Linked DNA regions of Gossypium hirsutum: region 1 is linked to region 2. Evidence: chromatin contacts called from public Hi-C data. All regions are on one chromosome and are shown on one strand. Each heading gives the region's core, a stretch centred on a gene start, on an enhancer-like site or on the middle of the called end of the contact. The rest is flanking DNA. Distances are from core to core; before and after follow the strand shown.

What was found. Hi-C and Micro-C count contacts between places; a contact is called where the count stands out from the background.
Region 1: a contact with region 2 is called in a Hi-C map of leaf, with 1.7 times the contacts expected there. The contact joins the promoter of LOC107918521 here to the promoter of LOC107920036 in region 2. A contact is called at or near these places in 5 of 34 Hi-C or Micro-C datasets (callus and leaf).

Annotation. Positions count from the first base shown.
Region 1 is chrD13:15,915,793-15,918,772 of Gossypium_hirsutum_v2.1, forward strand. It overlaps LOC107918521 (probable WRKY transcription factor 57), which reads left to right and starts at 1,558. Exons shown (of 5, transcript XR_005922771.1): 1 at 1,558-2,371.
Region 2 is chrD13:15,771,192-15,774,381 of Gossypium_hirsutum_v2.1, forward strand. LOC107920036 (probable inactive purple acid phosphatase 2) reads left to right here and starts at 1,409. Exons shown (of 2, transcript XM_016849531.2): 1 at 1,409-2,247; 2 at 3,097-3,190. The coding sequence starts at 1,561.

The DNA.
Region 1 (2,980 bases), core at 308-2,807, 140 kb after region 2:
TTCTATTATAAGCATAAATCAGTTCACTTTCACTTTTTTGAATTTTCCCTAAATTTTTGTATTTTATTTAATTTAGTCCTTAAAACCGAAATAGCTATATCTTTCAAATTTAAGCTTTGATTTACAATCCAATTTCAATTACCTCTTTCTACAGCCCTTTATTATCCATAATTACATAAATTTATCCTTAATTTTGAAATATTTACACTTTAGTCCATATGTTAAAAATTAACAATTAAACTTTACAAATTAGTTTTTTTCATATCTAAGCTTAAAATCTAACCAAATAACACCAATAACTTCAAGCATTCATCAATGGAAATATTTTGAAACTTTGGCAGTTTCGAAAATAAAACACGGATTAGCTAAATCGAGCTACCACAACCTTAAAAACGTAAAAGTTACAATAAACGAACTTGTATACTTACCTATTTTGAAGGACCGAAGTTCAAACGATCAAAACCCCAATTTTTCTTTCTTGTTTTCGTGGAGAAGACGAGCGGAGAAGGAAGAAATAATAATGTGTTTCTTTTTCTTTTGGTAAATATAATGTGTTTCTTTTTTATTTTTACTTATATGCCTAGTTTTGTACTTAATTAATCTAATTGAATTTAATAAATCTTAATTAATCAATTAAGCGGGTGACAAACAACAACCACTACCGTTTGACATTATTAGAAGGGTCCAATTGCTCAATCGGTCCTTCAATTAATTATAATTTCATAGTAATTAATTTTTACCTCTTTTACAATTTAGTATTTGTACCTTAATTAGTCACTAATTCGAAAAAATTACTTATTCAAAATTCAATTTACCTATATAATAACTCCGTAAATATTTACGTGCTTGGTTTGCGGAAATGAGGTCGCAATATCTCTTATTTCGACACCACTGACTTTAGGGTCATTGCGCTAGTACTTCAATTAATTATCATTTCAATAAAATTTCTAAACCAAAATTCAATATAATTCAAAATAAACTCGTAAATATTATTATCAATAGTTGGAAATGGGGTTCCAAAACTACCGTTTTTCAACACCATTGATAATTGGGCTGTTACATCAGTGAGAATAATTCAACAATCATTTTGTAAATTTTTAAAGTTGAGTGACTAAAACATAGACTTACTAATAGTTTAATGAACTTAAATGTAATTTACCCTAAAATAATTGATTGGGACTTTGAGTATCAGGTTTGTGAAAATTATTTTCGATAGATGAGTTTAATTAATTAAAATTTATCCTATAATGATTTATTCTCATTAAAATAATGGATATAGTTACTTGCAACTTCAAAAATAAAATAAATTAACATTCAACATCTATTGAATGGAATAAACTGGATGTCCTTCAAAAAAAAATCCCACGAATCTCATGTATAGATAAAATAATACTGAAAAATTTTATTTTTATTTTATTGAAAATTAGAATTAATTCAAATTTAAATTTAAAATTAAATAAAATTCAAGGTATATCTCAAATATCTGAGAACGATTAAGGGAAAAAATAACATTAAAAAAAGCATTGCCAAGAGAGGGAAAAAAACATGGTGCGTCCTTATGTCGGAAAGTATCTCTTCTATTTTTCTCTTCATTCATGCGCGTGGGCCCACGCACACCCGCTTCCCTTGCTCTTCATCTTCTTTCTCCTCCTTTGCTTAAATATCAACCTCCCGTCACTATTTTCAGTTGACGCCGATTTTTCTAAACTTATCTTTTTTCTGTTCTCCCCCAATCTCTCTTACTCGCGCGTTCTTTTCAGTTTCCTTTTTTTTCTTTCTCTTTTTCTGTTTGGACGACGGGAAAAAATAACTAGCCAAAAACCCTAGCTCTCTCTCCTTCATTCCTTTTTTTGTTTTATTTTCTCTCTACGTTTTCTTTTAGATTTCATTTGGACGTGCTTTGAATCCTGTTATTTTCTTTGTATGTTCTATTCTTTTTTTGGATGAAGGTTTAGAGGATGGAAGATAAAGAGGGGCTTGATCCAGCTGGGACTGAGTTTAAATCCGATTCGAGCTCGAGCTGGACACTTGCTGGACCTGACTCAGTCTCGGATAGCATCAATTACTTCTTCGATAGGGAAAGCAGTATACTGAGTGAGTTTGGTTGGAATATTCTACAACTGGACCATGCCGATGAGATTGAAAGGTTCGGTGAACTAGACCGAACCGACGCCAGTCGTGGTTTGGCGGGAAATTTTAGCGGCTCGCAATCGCAAAGCTGTGGTGCAGCTGGTGGTTCGTGTTCAGGGGCAGCGTCGAATCCGGTCGGGTCAGCTGAAGTGCCGACATCGAATCCGTCGGTGTCGTCGAGCTCCAGCGAGGATCCGCCGGAGAAATCTACGGGCTTCGGCGGGAAACCGCCTGAGATACCGTGAGTACTAGTGAACCAATGATGAAAGTTAAAAAATAATTTTAAAAACCTTTATCTTTTGTTGTTTTGTGCTACTTTATGAGACTGAGTTGTAATTAAGTACGACTTCGGTGGGCAAAAATGACAGATGGTAATAAAAGCCACCGTATCAAAAGTCATGCAAATTTCGGTGTCCGTACAGTGAAACTGCATAAAATAAATATAACAACCTCGTTTCATGCAAGTTGGGGAAGAAGGGTTGAGGCAGTTTCGTAAATTTAGGGAAATAATTGGTCCAATTAAGGCAAATAGAGAGGGCGAAAAATAAAAGCGACTTTTTGCCTATTAACGAAGTGGCCTTCAACACCGCCGTTATTGCGGCGGCAATGGCGTGCTTTGCTTTGAGAAATCTTTTTTTTTTTTTACGGCAAAAAGCGGAAATATAGCTGGGAAAATCCTCTTTAATCTTAGATACTGCAAATTAGAATAATTTAGGAACATGTTCCTTTTTTTTGGTATGAAGTCTGTCTTTTGTTCTGAATTCATCCCCTCTCTGAAGCAATATATACTGAGATGTGTTTTCATTGTTTCAGGAATTGGGAAATGCAGTTTATAGTTTTACTTACTGCC
Region 2 (3,190 bases), core at 159-2,658:
TCTCAGTTTGCGTATTATGGTTAGCGCGTCCCCTTCAAAGCATACATCCTGGAATCCCATTTCTTCCGCCAAAATAACAGCTTGCAGACACGCCCTTGCCTCAGCCATAATTGGATCTGCAATATTTTTATTTCATTATTAGTCCATTATTAGTCCATCTTTGTTTCGTGCAATGATTCCTGTGGTAGAGAAGTTTGTTGATTGATTAAAGGAGGCATCAAAATTGATTTTTATGGTGTCATTGTCAGGTGGTTCCCAGGTTAATATTCTACCATCACATGAACTCTCTAGCCTTTCCTTTGTAGTAGAAATCTCAGTGTCGTAGGCCTTAATAAAACCCACAACTTCAGTTGCTGTCTCCCGTACACCCTTACTATGGTAAGATTTAAACTTAAAATACCATAATATTTAAGTTTTTAATGTTACTATTTTAACTAAAGACTTATCTATAAATATATTTCCACACATAATTTGCAGGAGGATGTTGATTAGTAATGATTCTTGAATCAAACGGTTCAAAAACCATCTTCTAATTAGTACCCTAATTAATTCCTGATTCAATTGATCTGATATGATTTAAACAACATTAAACTAATAATCGTATAAAAAAAATTCACCGCCCCACTTTTAACAACAACAACTAAACGGTGTCATAAATTATACTTACTAATAACAAAAATTAAATTTATATCAAATTAAATTGATGTAGTATTAATACATGTAAGATTGAAAGAACATAATTTATCTATTCGTTGATCAAAACGGACTTTTTGTTATAATATATACCTACTTCAAAGTTGACACCTTCATATCCCGACTTTCACTTCTCTCATATTCTAGAGGTTCCTTCCTTCTCCCAATCCTCATATATCAAAATTTCAAAATTTTATTTAAAAACAGTATGTTATTTTTAAATTAAAAAAATTAAATACAATTATTTTAATATATGAAAATTTAAAATTATAAAAAAATTGAAGTAAACTTCTTTCTTAGGAATTTTGATTGAGTTTAAATCCTGAAATCATCAGAATATCACTCTCGACCTGAACAGGACTAGACTCAACCAGATTATAAAATGAAGGGCAACGTTATAAAATTCCTTTTAAACCTACAAACTAGTTTTAATATTGATACTTTCTTTTCAATAATACAAAAATATAAATTTATAATTCCACTCTCAAGTTTTTAATATTTAAAAAGATAATATATTATGTCTTAAAAAAATATTCAACACTCACTTTCTAAATTTTTAAAAGATAACTAGCATACTAAAATAATAAATTTAAATATTTTAAACAATATGATTTTAAATTTTAAAAATAACATAATATTTTTAAATATAAATGGACTAAATTGAAAATTTGATAAACTTTTAGAGACCAATTATGATATTATTACATGTTTTTTATATGAGTATATGGACAAATGTGGCACGCAATTAGAATCTTCCTCATCCTTTATTCAAAGCCCATACTTTTCTCTCTTTCCCCAAAAAAGGCCCATACTAGTTTCTTTCTCTTTTATTGCAATCCTCAACTTGATTAACTTCCGTTACCCGCCATGAATTTGATCTTGCTCTTCTTCTTCCTTTCTTTAATCTCTCAAGTCCCATCCGAACCCATCCTCACCGTCAACCCCAAAACTCTTTCTAAATCGGGTGATTCGGTTCACATCCAATGGTCCGGCATCGAGTCACCGTCCAAGCTCGACTGGCTCGGCCTCTACTCGCCCCCCGACTCCCCCCATCACAACTTCATCGGTTACAAGTTCCTTTCATCTTCTTCCTCAACTTGGGAATCTGGAGCGGGCTCCATTTCTCTCCCCCTCACCTTCCTCCGCTCTAACTACACCTTCCGGATCTTCCGCTGGACCGAATCCGAGGTCAACCCGGAAATCCACGACCAGGATCATAATCCCCTCCCGGGCACGAAGCACTTGTTGGCGGAATCCGAGACGGTGGGTTTCGAATTGGGTCGTGGGCCGGAGCAGATCCACTTGGCGTTGACCGGTCGGGAAGGGGAGATGCGGGTGATGTTCGTTGCGGAGGACCCAGAGGAGAGGCAGGTGAGGTACGGAGAGAAGGAAGGAGAGTGGGAAGGTGACGTGGCGGTGGCACGTGTGGGGAGGTACGAGAGGGAAGACATGTGTCACGCGCCGGCCAATGAGAGCGTTGGTTGGAGAGATCCTGGTTGGATATTTGACGCTGTCATGTCGGGTTTAAAGGGTGGGGTGAAATACTATTATCAGGTAATTAAATGCTAAATTTGGAGATGTTTTGAACTACATTTTGTTCCAACTAAAAAACGCCTTCCTCATTCAAATGGTTGTGCTAAAATGCTGAGCTCCTTGTCTTGAATTACAATTTCCTTTTTATCATGTTACATCTATAACCATAATAATATTTGAAGTAGATATGCTTTATGCTTATTGTTGTCATAGATGAAGAGTAAAATAAAACATAAAAAATTAGTTTTATGACAAGCATGACATTTATAATAAATGTTGTTATAGAAAGAGCTTAGTCATGATGAAGGAGAGGGTGGACCTAGGTTTGAAGTTTGAATCTTTGATCTAGTGCTATGGTCATGGGACCATTGGCCTGCAGCATATTGTGTATCTGCTCAAAGTTTTCTTTTTGTCGATAAGCTGTGTAGTGCACACACTTATGCATTTAAAGATTTTCTTTTCCTTTTCAATGTGGACTCGGGCAGTTATGAGTGGCACTAATACCTCTTGTCATGGAGCTATTGCTTTCTTCCCAAACATGTTTGATAGGATAGGATGTGTAGCATATCTGCTTTTATATATATATATATCCAAAAAGACCTTTCCTTCCTTTCTGAGGTGGAATTAGTATCCTTTGCCTACTTAGTGACACTATCAGTAGGTGGCTAGTTACCAATTCAAGTTAATTCATATGATATGTTGAGTCTGATTCATCTATTTTTTATCATGTTAACTTCAAGTACACGTTGTTTCCTTGTTACATGGCAGGACTAAGGAAAGGTATTGAAGCATTTTTTTCGCTCAAGACATTGTTGTACTTTCAATTAAACTTTCATGGTTAATTTAGCTCTGGTTTGCACATTCTAACAGGTTGGAAGTGAGTCTAAAGGTTGGAGCACGACACGTAGCTTTGTGTCATGGGACAAAAGTTCAAACGAAACAATAGCCTTCCTATTTGGAGACA